Linked DNA regions of Macaca mulatta: region 1 is linked to region 2. The links are chromatin contacts, called in public Hi-C maps. All regions are on one chromosome and are shown on one strand. Each heading gives the region's core, a stretch centred on a gene start, on an enhancer-like site or on the middle of the called end of the contact. The rest is flanking DNA. Distances are from core to core; before and after follow the strand shown.

What was found. A called contact is a pair of places that touch in the nucleus more often than the background predicts.
Region 1: a Hi-C map of fetal cortex germinal zone shows a contact between it and region 2, with 4 times the contacts expected there. The contact joins the promoter of SAMD4B here to the promoter of PAK4 in region 2. A contact is called at or near these places in 8 of 14 Hi-C or Micro-C datasets (CD4 T cells, blood, cortical neurons and 4 more).

Annotation. Positions count from the first base shown.
Region 1 is chr19:50,436,709-50,444,184 of T2T-MMU8v2.0, forward strand. It overlaps SAMD4B (sterile alpha motif domain containing 4B), which reads left to right and starts at 2,804. Exons shown (of 14, transcript XM_015123901.3): 1 at 2,804-2,990. It overlaps LRFN1 (leucine rich repeat and fibronectin type III domain containing 1), which reads right to left and starts at 3,609. Exons shown (of 5, transcript XM_077982640.1): 1 at 3,359-3,609. All of the region lies in intron 1 of GMFG (glia maturation factor gamma), which reads right to left.
Region 2 is chr19:50,212,007-50,218,646 of T2T-MMU8v2.0, forward strand. It overlaps PAK4 (p21 (RAC1) activated kinase 4), which reads left to right and starts at 4,770. Exons shown (of 8, transcript XM_077982687.1): 1 at 4,770-4,903. It overlaps LOC144337489 (a long non-coding RNA gene), which reads right to left and starts at 4,649. Exons shown (of 3, transcript XR_013410674.1): 1 at 4,582-4,649; 2 at 4,288-4,333; 3 at 53-1,256.

The DNA.
Region 1 (7,476 bases), core at 1,554-4,053, 220 kb after region 2:
AAGACGCCTTTCCCCATGTAAATTAACTCTGGCTGCATCACTCCATTCTCTTAGCTGCTTTCTTGTTGTTTATTTATTTGTTTGTTTATTTACAGACATAGTCTGTCACCTGGGCTACAGTGCAATGGCAAATCTCTGCTTATTGCAACCTCCGCCTCCTGGGTTCAAGTGATTCTCCTGCCTCACCCTCCTGAGTAGCTGGGACTACAGGCACGTGCCACTATGCCCAGTTAATTTTTGGCATTTTTAGTAGAGACAGGGTTTTGCCACTTTGGCCAGGCTGGTCTCAAACTCCTGGCCTCAAGTGATCCACTGGCCTCAGCCTCCCAAAGTGCTGAGATTACAGGTGTGAGTCACCATGCCCGGCCACTGCTTTCTTTTTCTCCTTGGAAAGTAACACAAAGTAACACTGTATTTCCTTATTGTTTGTGTCCCCAGGAACTAGAATATACGTTTTTTTTTTTTGGTTTTTTGTTGTTGTTTTTTTTTTTTTTTTTTTTTTTTTGAGATGGAGTTTCACTGTTGTTGCCCAGGCTGGAGTGCAATGGCATGATCTTGGCTCACTACAACCTCCGCCACTCGGGGTTCAAGCAATTCTCCTGCCTCAGCCTCCCAACTAGCTGGGACTACAGGCATGCGCCACCACGCTCCGCTAATTTTGTATTTTTAGTAGAGACAGGGTTTCACGTCATGTTGGTCAGGCTGGTCTCGAACTCCTGACCTCAAGTGATCCACCTTCCTTGGCCTCCCATAATGCTGGGATTACAGGTATGAGTCACCGCACTCATCCTACGGTTGTATTTTTAGCACCTTAAGCAGAGCCTGGCACATATTGGATACTCAAGAAATATATATATATATATATATATATATATATATATTTTTTTTTTTTTTTTTTTTTTTTTTTTTGAGACGGAGTCTCGCTCTGTGGCCCAGGCTGGAGTGCAGTGGCACGATCTCGGCTCACTGCAAGCTCCACCTCCTGGGTTTACGCCATTCTCCAGCCTCAGCCTCCTGAGTAGCTGGGACTACAGGCGCCCGCCACCGCGCCCGGCTAATTTTTTGTATTTTTAGTAGAGACGGGGTTTCACCGTGGTCTCGATCTCCTGACCTTGTGATCCGCCCGCCTCGGCCTCCCAAAGTGCTGGGATTACAGGCGTGAGCCACCGCGCCCGGCAAGAAATATTATTGAATGAATTAATGAACCAGCAGTTATCAAGCACAATCATTTTATACAGTGTGAAGGCTGTTGCTTAAATGCAGGAGGTAGTGGATGGGGTTTGTGACATGGCCCCACCCTGGTGAAATGGCCTTTCCTCAAAGCGTCTATGCCACACTGTCCTGGTCTTCCTCTCTCTGGCTGCCCTTTTCAATATTCATCGACAGTGTCAATTCCTTTGCTCAAATCCTGCCTCTCCGTTTCAGAGTTCTGTTCATTCCCTGTCTCCAATGATCCTTCACACCCTCCCCGCGCTAGACCCCTAACTCCCACAGCCTCAATTACCATCTTTGACGATTCTTAAATCTTGGTCTCCAGCCTCAATTTCTCTCTTAAGCTCCAGACCCGGGGTTTGTGTACCTCCTGGACCTCGCTGCTAGGCATCCACATTGGGCTTAGTATCTTCCCAACCTGCTTCTCCTCTGGGGCCCAATCTCCCGGCCAGAGGGCCTGGTTCTAAACTTTTCTCCCCCTTCCACTCCATGGCCAGCCAGTTTCAGGGCCCGTTTGCTCTGCCTCCAGGGCGTCCCTCCCACCTGCACCTCCTTCCCTCCCCACAGTCCCTCCCTTGTGCAAACCCCCCTCTTTCTTCCCCAACTCCTCCCCCAGCTGTCTTCCTGGACTCCTGACCCCGTTTCATTCCCTCCAATCCGCCCTCCATGTATAAGCCAGAGAGACAGCTCTCCAAAACCCCCGACTCACCATGATCCTCCCCGGCTTGAAGCCCTTCAGGGCTCCCTAGTGCCCTCGGGACAAGTCCAAACTCTCTCAAGTGGCCAAACAACTGGCCTCTGCTCGTTCCTCACCCCTCCCTGTCTTCAACTCGACCCTCGACCCCGACTGGCTCTCTGAGTGCCTGTAACAAGCCAGATCTCTGTCACCGAGAGCCTTCTGAACACAGATCCCTCTGATTAGTTCACCCAGACCCAAGACAGTTTGTGGAACGCCCAGATCACAACCAAAGTCATAGCAACAACTCCCGTTTATTGGCGGCCTCCTTGATCCCGAGCGCTTTCTGTGCATTCGCTTCCCACCCTAACGGCTAGATCTCGCCTCGCCATTCCCATCGGAGAGAGCAAGCGGCAGGCTCAGAACAGCGCGATGAGAAAGCCGAGCCCCCCAAAGCCCGAGTGCAGACGCCTACCGGGGACAGCGTTGGGTGGGGCGGGCCACCCAAGGGGCGGGGAAGAGGAGGACTGGAACGTCTGAATCGGGAACTGCGACTTCGCTCCGGGCAGCTGGGGTGGACGCGCGCGAGCCTGCCCCCTGCGGGCCTGGAGGCCCAATCCCAGGCTCCGCCGGGCCCGTTACCCTAGGCAACGCCGCGCGCGCCCCGCCCCCTCCCCGCCCCCCAGCCCCAAACCCCAGGCCTGACCGACTGCCCGTCACCCCCACGTCCGACCAATCCCGCCGAGGAGGGGGCGGGCCTCTTGGGTCCCGTTCCACCACCGTCGCTCCTCTCCTCGCCGGGACCCCGCCTTACTCGGCTCACACCTCCCGCCCTTCGGGCTGCCCTCGCCGCCCGTTGGCTGGCGCGCCGTTCGTCACCCGGGCGTGAGCTAATGCCGGCGCGCGGCGGCCCCCGTCGGGGCGGGGCCAGGGGCGGTGACGCACGGCGCGGTGACGCAGCGCGGCGGCGGCGGCGGCGGCGGCGGCGGCGGTGGTCGGTGCGGGAGGAGGGAGGGGAGCTTGCGGGCCCGAGAGGGGGCGACGGCGGCAGCGGTGGCCTGAGGAGGCCCGAGCGGCGGCGGTGGTGGCGAAGGCCGAGGCGGTGAGTCTCGGGCCGGGCCGGCGCGGGGCGGCGGCGGGTCAGGGCGCGCGGGGCTCCCCTCAGGGCGACCCAGGCCGCGCGGGCGGCCCCGCCCCCTCAGGGACCCCGAACCGCGGGCGGCGGCGGCGGGCGGGTGCGGAGCGCGGGCTTCGGGGGTCGGGCCCACGGGAGAAGCCCCGCGCCCGTCCCCAGTCTCCCTCCTGGGCCCTGGCAGAAGCTTCTCTCCGAAATCCTCCCCGTGCCCTCGGGATTGCCGAAGGGCCGGGCCGGGGGCCCCTCCTCAGGACCCCACGCACATCCTCCTCGGAGAGCCCCGGAAACCCTGCCGAGCCCCCGTGTGCGCCCCGAAAGGTCCCTGCAGAACCCACCTCTCCCGTGGAGCCGCCTCCCCGAGCCCTTCGAGGGTCTCGGCAGCCTTCCTTGCAGACCCCCACTCTTTGGCCCCGAAGCCCCCGTCGTCCTCCTGTCTCCAGAAATAGTCCTCGGAGGCCATTCCTCGTCCATTCCACAGCGTGGCTCTCATAGCTGCTCCAGGAGCCTTCCTCACGAGCTCTGCACACCTCCCCAAGGCTCCCTCCGGACCCCTGTCCGTTCCAGAACTCTCCCCCAGAGCCCTGCCTCTCACAGCCCAACAGGCTCACCCCCGACTTCCCCCTCCCAGATCCTAAGAATTTTCCCTCCTACTTACCCCATTCCAGAAACCTCCTTGGAGATTTTCCGCTCATACCCCCTGCATTTCTGAGTCCCCCTCCCAGAAGTCCTTCAGAATGCCCCCGAAGAACCCTGATCATCTTCCCTGAAGATCTCCTTCCCATATCCCCAAAATAAATCTTCCTCACAGACTTTCTGAAATGCCCCCAGATCCCGAAAACTCACCTGGAAGACCCCATCCCACTCCCCACCATATTGCAACCTTCTCTAATACACACTCCCCCTTCACGTATCCCTCTGGATCTTTCCACAGATCCCAAAAGTCTCCCCCAGAGGCCTCCTGTCTCCCCCTGGTCTCACCACCCTGAAATGCCCTAGAGATCACCCTCAGGTAGCCCAACCATCTTCCCCGGGACCCCCTTCCCCACCCCCACTCATTCTTAAAGTCTCCAGCGATTGCCTGAAATCTCCAGAGGACTCTCAATTTCATATTTCAAAAGCTTCTTCCAAAACCCCTTTTACATACTCCACATATTTTCCAGTCCCCCACATCACACGCTCCAAAAATGGTTTAAGGATCCTGAAAACTTTCCTCATGGTTTATCTCTCAGATCCCCTAGAACTCCCCTTCACTTACACTTCAGAATCCCCCCTTGCAGACCGGTTTTAGAGGAATTTTCTAAAGATCCTCCTCACAACCCCTGTAAGACCGTAAGATTCTCTTGGTGACCCCTCTGAGATGCAGGTTTTCAGGACCCCCCCCCCCCACACACACACACACACAGCTTAGAGACTCCAGCAAACCCCTGGAACCCTCCTGATGTTGTTCTTGAAATCCCTCCAAGACCTTCCTGACACCCCCAGAACCCCTTGAATCAATACTTCTGCCTTACTAAGGGACTTTTCTGGAGATGTCACTCCCTGAACTTGCTCACACAGGTCCCCTAAATCCTCTAGAATCCCCTGAAGAAGACCCTCACACACACCTAATTTCCCCCCAAAATAACCCTCTGAGCTCCTGCTCTGAGAAAGTCCTAGAATTCTTTCTGAAAAACCCACTCCTCTGACACTCAGAAGACCCCGCCTTCCCCATGTACTCTTTTGGAGACTTTACTCAGGTTTCTCCTCAACTGAGATCTCTGAAGAGTTTTTCCTAAAAAGATCACTCTGTCATCCCACTCCAGGACCAGTCTCAGAAGACCACACCTTCCTCAGACACTCTTTAGATAATTTTCTTACAAATTGCCCTCCATCAACCACCCACTCCTAGCGCTTCCTGAGACTTCCTCAGAACTTTCCCTCAGATTCCACTTCTGACATCCCCAAGAAACGTTATTCAGTACCCTATCAAATTTACCCCCTCGCTTTAGAATTCCTATTTACACCATCTCATTTCCCCATTCTCTTTCCTCTGAAGTCAACTCAGAGACCTTTCTCAGGGGGCCCCCTTTTCCTAGTATCCCTTCAGAGGCCCCCAACATTCTCCAGACTCGTCACTCAAGAGCCTCTATGTTTCCTTGTAAAGATTCTTGAGAGACACCTTTCCCCACCCCCTTGAAATCCCAATGCTCCAAGACCTTTCTTTCAGACCATTTTTCTCAGGTCCCATCCTCATAGACCCCTCTTCCCTTTCAAGATCAAGAGACACTTAACACCCTCCTTAGAGACAGGATTTTCCCCATTTCCCTTTGAGAAGCCTTCTTCCTTCTCCCCTTTGAGGGCCTCCTCACCAAAGAATCCCTTCCACTATAGCAGTGGTTCTCAAAGTGTGGTTCCTGGCCCAGCAGCAACCACATTTGTTAGAAATACACATTCTTGAGTCCTACTCAGATCTACTGAATCAGAAAACCTGGGAGCAGGGCCCAGCAATCAGAGTTTTTAACAAACAATCCTGGTCATTTTGATGCACACACAAGTTTAAGAACCTGTGCCAGCCGGGCGCGGTGGCTCAAGCCTGTAATCCCAGCACTTTGGGAGGCCGAGACGGGCGGATCACGAGGTCAGGAGATCGAGACCATCCTGGCTAACACGGTGAAACCCCGTCTCTATTAAGAAATACAAAAAAAAACTAGCCGGGCGAGGTGGCGGGCGCCTGTAGTCCCAGCTACTTGGGAGGCTGAGGCCGGAGAATGGCGTGAACCCGGGAGGCGGAGCTTGCAGTGAGCTGAGATCCGGCCACTGCACTCCAGCCTGGGTGACAGAGCGAGACTCCGTCTCAAAAAAAAAAAAAAAAAAAAAAAAAAAAAGAACCTGTGCCCTTTAAGAGGATTTCCTTTTCCCCACAAAAACCCCCTGAAAGATGCCTCAGGGTGTGCCTCTGTGCCCTACTGCTCACTGCTATTTTCCTGTTTCCCAGGAATCCCCTTTACAAAGTACCCATCCTCCAGAAAGATTTCTTACCTACCTTGAAAGGATCTTGGCTTCTTCACAAGGTTACTCCATCCTCTGAGCAGTTATTTCCCATTCTACTTTTGAATGGTTTCTTTTCAGATCTTCCTCGGTGCTTTCTCTTTCTGGCTATCCCTGCAGCCCACTCCCAGCCTTTGGTGCTTCTTTAAATTGCTGCTTCTTTGAACACACATGTCCATCTCTTCTTGTCCATCCGTTTCTCCACATAGGCATCCTCCCCTTGAGGCACCCTCAGGAGGTCTTTTCATTCTGTGTCTTACTGCCCAGACCCCTCCACCCCCATTGTACCTCTTAGAACACCGCTCACCTTCAACCTTGTAGTTTTTAATGTACTTGCCCACTCACCCTTACTGGACTAGGAACTCTGAAAGTACGCGACGTGTCTTGTTCTTTGAATCCCACAAGGTGGAATCTACCCTTTATAAGTTACTGGAAATCACTAGAGAATAAGCAGCTCTTCCTTCTGCATTGGGTCAGAAATCTCCAAGTTTCTCAGATCTCACTCCTCATTCAGGTTTAGCACACTCTCCCTGCCCCCTCCTCTCCTCTCACCTCCCTTTTTATCTCCACACAGCACCCTTTGCCTTTCCCCCTGCCATACTTGCTCCTGTCTTTGGGACTTACTTTGTGTTGTTTCCTGATTCTGAGCTACCCCAAGTCCTTTGCCTGGTGACCTGCCTCACCCTGTCCTGGTTGACTTCTCTTAACAGCCCCTATCAGCTGCTAAGTCTGGGGCCTCCACAGAGCTCTGAACTTTTTTCAAGGGATTCTGTTTCTCTCTAGGGCCCAGAAGGGGAAACAGAGACCCCAGGGTAAATACTGCCTTCAGGGAACTCATAATACCAGTAGGGGGCTTGGGCATGTACAGAGCAGAAAATGAGGTACAAATTATATGCTGTAGAAATTCAGCGGTGAGAGGGAGCCCTTTATTTGGAAACTTCACAGAAAAGGTGGTATTTGGGCTGGATAGTGTTCCCTGGGAGTTGGGACAATCATGGTGCCTTAGAGGCAGAGGAAACAGCTTAAGCAATGGATCAAAGACAAGAAAGCCTCCTGATCTGTCACGCATGGTATCTCTTCTCTTCACCCAAAAGATAGAGATGAAAGAAGACAGATTTCCTCTATTTGCATTGTATTTGCCAACTGCACTTTAGTGACCTACAGAGTAGTAATAATAATGACCACTGGTTTTTGAATGCTTGCTAACTGCCAGGCACTGTTTAAGCACTTTACAGGTATTCATAGGAACCCTATGAGGTAGGTAAACTACCATTATCCTCATTTTGCATAGGATGAGATTAAGGACAGGTGGGACTAATAGAAGGTCTGTGGGCACTGTCCATTCCAAGATGGTAGTGCCTTGGGTCAAAAAGTTGAATTTTTAGTTAAGATAGGTTTGGCTGCAATGGGGTTGTAGTTGTTAGGT
Region 2 (6,640 bases), core at 3,520-6,019:
CAAAAGCAAATCTCAGTTTAATACTTATTTCATTATTTGTTCACCAATTCAATTTTTTGTATTCACTGTCTGTGTTATTTATTTATTTATTTTAGGTCCTTTGCCTATTTTTTTCTGTTGTATGTTCACCTTTTTCTGTTATTGATCTGCAGATGCTCTTTACATATGAAGGACAGAAAACTTTGCTTGCCATCCATACGTTGCAATGTATCTTTTTCCTTGATGTACTGAAATGTATCATTTTTATGAAGCCAAATCCTCTTCACCCTCCTCGCCTTTTTCCATTCCTCAAGGTCACCTCCTCAACACCCCCACTGGGAAGCCTTCTGTAGGGGGGCTTTTTGGAGTCTGATTTTCCTCTTCCAGGGTCCTGGAGTAGCAGGGCCTGATTGCTCACCCTGAGTAAGCCCTTGGGGTGGATCTGTCCCTGGGATTGTTCCAGGAGTCTGACTACTGACTGCAATCCCCAACTAAGTTACAAGGGGACTTCCCCAAAAATGAGTTCTAGAACCTAAAGCTCTGAAGTTTGTGCAGGGCGTTAAAGAGGTAAAGGCTTCACCTGCCCCTCCTCCTGTCACTATGACCAAAACAAGATGTTGTCATCTCAGCTCCTGGTCTTGTTTTTTTTTGTTTGTTTGTTTGTTTGTTTGTTTTTAATGATTCTGCAAGACACAAGCATTTCAAAAGAGTACAAAAACAAGAATGTTTAATGCTGACAATGATTCTTCTTCTTCTTCTTTCTTTTTTTTTTTTTGAGATGCGATCTTGCTCTGTCGCCAGGCTGGAGTGCAGTGGTGCAATCTTGGCTCACTGCAACCTCCACCTCCGGGTTCCAGCAATTCTCCTGCCTCAGGCTCCTGAGTAGCTGGGATTACAGACGCCCGCCACCAAGCCTAGCTAATTTTTGTATTTTTAGTAGAGACGGGGTTTCACCAAGTTGACCAGGATGGTCTCTATCTCTTGACCTCGTGATCCGGCCGCCTCGGCCTCCCAAAGTGCTGGGATTACAGGCGTGAGCCACTGCGCCCCGCACCCAGTGCTGACAAGGATTCTTTAAAGGGCACGTTTTCTCTGAAGGCTGCTGGGAGTGTGAGTTGGATCCCTATAGCACAATTTGGCAATGTGTGTCCCAGGCCATGAGGAGGCAGCAGAGGGCAGTCAATGAGAACAGTGCCCGTGAGTCAAAGCTGGGTTTGCCCCCTTGGTCCTTGAGTTTGAGCAAGTGAAGTTACTCCTCTAAGCCTCAGTTTCCTCCTCTGGAAAAGGGATGAATATTCACAGCTTTAGTTGTTACAATTACAGGGCTTAGCACCATGCCTCCTCATGCACAGAAATGCTTGAAACATGGGAACTGTTATCATTTTTTTTTTTGAGAGAGTCTCACTCACTCTGTCGCCCAGGTTGGAGTGCAGTGATGCCACCTCTGCCGCCTTGGCTCACTGTACCCTCTGACTCCCAAGTTCAAGTGATTCTCCTGCCTCAGCCTCCTGAGTAGCTGGGATTACAGACGTGTGCCACCACATCCAGCTAATTTTTGTATTTTTAGTAGAGACGGGGGTTTCACCAGGTTGGCCAGGCTGATCTCGAAATCCTGACCTCAAGTGATCTGCCTGCCTCGGTCTCCCAAAATGCTGGGATTCCAGGCGGGAGCCACCGCACCCAGCCAGTTACTATTCTTAATTCTTAAAGATATTGAGAAGACCTTCTCAATAGACCTTCTCCTTGACCCAGAAGTTTCATTTGCAGTAGGAACAATAATTAGAGACAGGCACAAGGAAATAATTAGAGACGGGCACAAATATTTAGCTGCTTGGATGTTGCGTGACAGGGAGGATGGTTATTTATAATGGCAAGGTACTACAGCATAGATGTTCAAAAGGACAGTGATTAAACAAATTCAAGTTCATTGATAGGATGGCATCTTACGCAGTCATTAAAACTAATCTTCTTGAAGAATATTTAATGACATGGAAAGACACTGGTGATATTTACAATCTTGTGTTTTAAAAGACACAACATTCTAGGCCGGGCGCGGTGGCTCACACATGAAATTCCAGCACTCTGGGAGGCCGAGGGGGGAGGATCACCTGAGGTCAGGAGTTCGAGACCAGGCTGACCAACATGGAGAAACCCCCGTCTCTACTGAAAATACAAAATTAGCTGGACGTGGTGGCACATGCCTGTAATCTCAGCTACTCGGGAGGCTGAGGAGGGAGAATCGCTTGTACCTGAGAGGCGGAGGTTGTGGTGAGCTGAGATCATGCCATTGTACTCCAGCCTGGGCAAGGAGAGCAAAACTCTGCCTCAAAAAAAAAAAATAAAATAAAATAAATTAAATAAAAGACACAACATTCTTTACAAATGTATATGTCCAATTCTGTTAAAAGAGAAAAGGGGTCAGGCATGGTGGCTCACACCTGCAATCCCAACACTTTGGGAGGCCAAGGTGAGAGGACTGTTTGAGGCCAGGAGTTCAAGACCAGCCTGGGCAACACAACGAGATCCTGTCTCTACTAAAAATTAAGGAAATTAGCCAAGCCGGATGCAGTGGCTCATGCCTGTAATCCAACACTTTGGGAGGCCAAGGTGGACAGATCACTTGAGGTCAGGAGTTCGAGACCATTCTGGTCAACATGGGAAAGCCCCATCTCTACTAAAAATACAAAAATTAGCCGGGCATGGTGGCAGGCACCCAGGAGTTGCTTGAACCCCAGAGGCGGAGGTTGCAGTGAGCCAAGATCATGCTACTGCACTCCAGCCTGGGTGACAAAGTGAGATTCTGATTCTGAAAGAAGGGAAGGGAAGGGAAGGGAAGGGGAGGGGAGGGACGGGAAGGGGAGGGGAAGGACCGGGAGAGGAGGGGGAAAATAAATTAGCCAGTGTGGTGGCATATGCCTGTAGTCCCAGCTACTTGAGAGGCTGGGGTGGAAGGATCACTTGAGCCCAGGAGTTTCAGACTGCAACCCCGCCTAAATGACAGAATAAAACACCTACCTAAAAAAAAAAAAAAAAAAAAAGAGAGAGAGAGAGAGAAAAAAAAAAAAGAATGAACAAATAAAAAGAAAAAGGGTAGGTAAACATAAAGAAAAATTAACTCATTCAATCATTCATTCATTAACTCATCGTTCAATCATTCATTCATTATTGCCACAGACATTAATAGAAATTAATTAAATGCCTACTATGTGGCTGTTCTGGGGCAGAGGAGAAGCACCAAACATTTAAGAGTATCTCTGATATCTCTGAAGGGGTGGAATTACCACTCATTCAAACATCCCTTCCACCAATGTTTACTGAGCATCTACATGTCAACGGTGCCAGGGCGCTGGGAATGCAGCAGTGAACAAAGACAGAAATCCGTGTTGTCATGGGGCTGACATTCCAGCAGAGGAGACCACCAACAGGCAATAACTACAATTAGCAACGAGAAATAAGAAAAAAGCAGACAGGGTTTGGTAGTATATGAGAGGGATGTTTGCTGCTTTCCTTAGGGTGGGCGAGGGAATTATTTCACAGAGAAAGTGACATCTGTGTAAAGCCCTGAAAAAAGGGAGGAAGGGAGAGATAAGGATACCTGGGGGAAGAGTATGTAACCGACAGAGGAACAGCCAATGCAAAGACTGAGGTGAGAGCGCACCTGACAGAGTTCAGGAACAGCATGAAGGCTAGAGTCCAGTGACTAAGATCCAGGAGGAGAGCTGTCTGGCGGGGCGCCTTTGCTCACACCTGCAATCCCAGCACTTTGGGAGGTCAAGGCGGGAGTATAGCTTGAGCCCAGGAGTTCGAGACCAGCCTGGCCAACACGGAAAAACCCTCTCTAAAAATGAAAGAAAAAGGCCGGTGCGGTGGCTCATGCCTATAATCCCAGCACTCTGGGAGGCCAAGGCGGGTGGATCATCTGAGGTCAAGAGTTCGAGACCAGCCGGGCCAACATGGTGAAACGCTCTCTCTACTAAAAATACAAAAAATTATCCGGGCGTGGTGGTGGGCGCCTGTAATTCCAGCTACTCAGGAGGCTGAGGCAGGAGAATCTCTCGAACCCGGGAGGCAGAAGTTGCAGTGAGCTGAGATCGAGCTATTGCACTCCAGACTGGGCAACAAGAGGGCAACTCCGTTTCAAGATAAATAAATAAGTACAAATAAAATAAAATAAATTTTAAAAAGAAGATGTCTGGTGTTTGTTTCTAATATTTTGACTAATTACTTTGTAAAAACGTATTTTAAAATTTAAGATCAAACAGTATTAGGTTACCGGGCTCAGACAGACCAGCGTTCAAAACTCATTACCTTCTTTCTGCCAGCTATTTCACCCTCTGAATCTCAGTTTCTTTATCTGTAAAACGGATATTAATGATATTATACCACAGGGTTGTATATGCAGCGAGAAAATGCAAGTAAAGCACTTGTCCAGGTGCCTGGCTCCTAGTAAGTGCTTAAGAACTGTTTCTGCCCATTATTAACTCATTACTCTCTCCCAGCCCCTAAACTCCTTCTGGGGGGAAGTTAGAAAATCGGTATCACACGAAAACAGTCATTTCCCCTTTAAGGACTTCAGTGGGCTGGGAGCCAGCCTTCCCGCACCTTTTCCAAAATTTCCAATCCCCGCTTGGCATTTTCTGCACGAAGGTTTCCGATTGGACGCTCTGCACTAATCGGAGGCTGGAGCGGGCCCTGAGAGGCGCCCGACTCCGCCCCCGCGCTGATCCTGCCCACTGCCCGGTCAGCCTCGTTGCTATGGGGACTGGTGGGCGGTGAGCGGGGAAAACCCCGGATGTTCGTTGGGGATTCAACATGGCGGCGGCAGTATCCGCGGTGGCGGCGGCGCAAGCGAGCTGAGGGAGGCGCGAGGGCGCGGAGTTCCAGGCCGAGCAGCTAGGCCGCGAGCGACTGCGGCGCCGAGCCGGTAGGATAAGGGGTTCGGCCAGGGGCTTGCAGTGGGCCGGGCGCTGGCGGAGAGACGGCGTTTCCGCGAGGAGGGGGGCGGGGCCGCTGGGGTCAAAGTTCACTGGTGGAGGGAAGGGTCGCGTCCGAGGGGTCGGGGGTTAACGCAGTCTGGAGGGAGTTGTAGTGGAGGTCGGAGGTCAAACCAGCGAAGGGGGCGTGGCGAAGGGGAGTGCAAAGTTTGAAATTCGAAGTAGGGGCGCGTTCGAGGGGATCTGGGCGAGTCTCAAAAAAGATGGGGTCCAAGTTAATAATTTGAGGTGAGGCTGCCTCTACAAGGGTCAGAGGCCTCAGCCCCAGGGGCCCCAGGTTGGAGGTTTAAAGCTGCCCCCAGCGGAGCAGATGAATGAGTTTTAGGTTCGGGGGCGTCTTTTAGGGGTTCAAAGCTGGGGCGTGCCTAGAAGGTGCAAAGGTGAGAATCTGACAGCGGGGCAGCTGTTTCCCAGAGTCAAAAATTAAAACCCAAGGAGGGCGTATTGCAGGGGACGGGGGGGCGGGGCATCCAGGGGCGGGGTCGGAGATGCTTCCTGGTGGCAGGAGAAGGGGGAACTCTCCCACAAATAATAATGGCAAACACTCATGAAGCACTTACTATGGGCTAGACCCTTTTTTTAACGCTTTACTTGTATTAGCTGATTCAGTCCTCACCACAGTCTTAGGGGGTCTTAACCTGGTATTAAGAGGTTAAGTGGTTAAGTGATTTGCCCAAGGTCACCCGATGCGTAAGTTGTGCGCTGGGATTCTAACTCTGGGGTTCTGGCCCAGAGCCCTGCTCTGGCCGACCGCCTCTCAAATCATCATAATGTCGGTTAATGTTTAATGAGGGCTCACACTGTGCTCCACGCCCTGTGTGCCTGGTCGTATTTCACCCCTGCTGCAATCTTGTGAAGTGACTGCTCAACATGAACCTATTTTACAGACGGGAAAAGTGAGGCTCAGAAGTTTCTGCTGAAGGCAGAGTTAATCGAAGCTGGGCCTGGGTGATGCCAGGGCTCCTGCTGCTGGTCGCCACATTGTCCGGTGCTGGCCATTAGGTCTCTCCTGGAAGCAGGGGGCTGGGCAGGGCTGGGCCACTCCCTGGGCCTATGGGATTGTCAGCTTGGTTTCCTTGGAAGGGGTGATCTGGCAGGGCAGATTCCCGTGGGCCTATGGGAGTGGAGTGTTTGTGGGTGGTCTGGAGTCCCAGTGAGGGAGTCGGATGGGCTTCTAACTGGGGAGGGTGTCCCTGGGTGGTACCGCGGGCAGAGCTGGGTGTTCACTGTTCTTAAAACCCTAAGCTCTCGCTGTGGTCCTCAGTCACGCCCACCTTACTTCCTAAGGCTCTGCCCATTTCTCCCCAGCCCAGGCCCATGCCTGCCACCCGATCTTTGACCTTCCTGTTCCTTCTGCTGGGAATCCTTTCCCCACCCTGCCCTCTCTCACTGACAGGTCGCTCACTCTCAGCTGGCCCGGGACCACCCTGGCTCGCACTTTCTGCAGGCTCTTGTTCTCTCATCTGCCCAGCCGTTCCCTCCCTCCTTACCTTAATTATTAGGGTGCGTGGTGGAATTGCTCTGTGGGGTTCCTTGCCTCGGTCCCCACGAAGCCCTGCCTGGCCTGCAGAGGATGCGACATTGCTGGGGGTTGACTGTTGGGCAGTATGCTGGGTGCTGGAGTGTGGCAGCGGACGAGACCCGCAGAGCCCCTAGCCTCAGAGGGC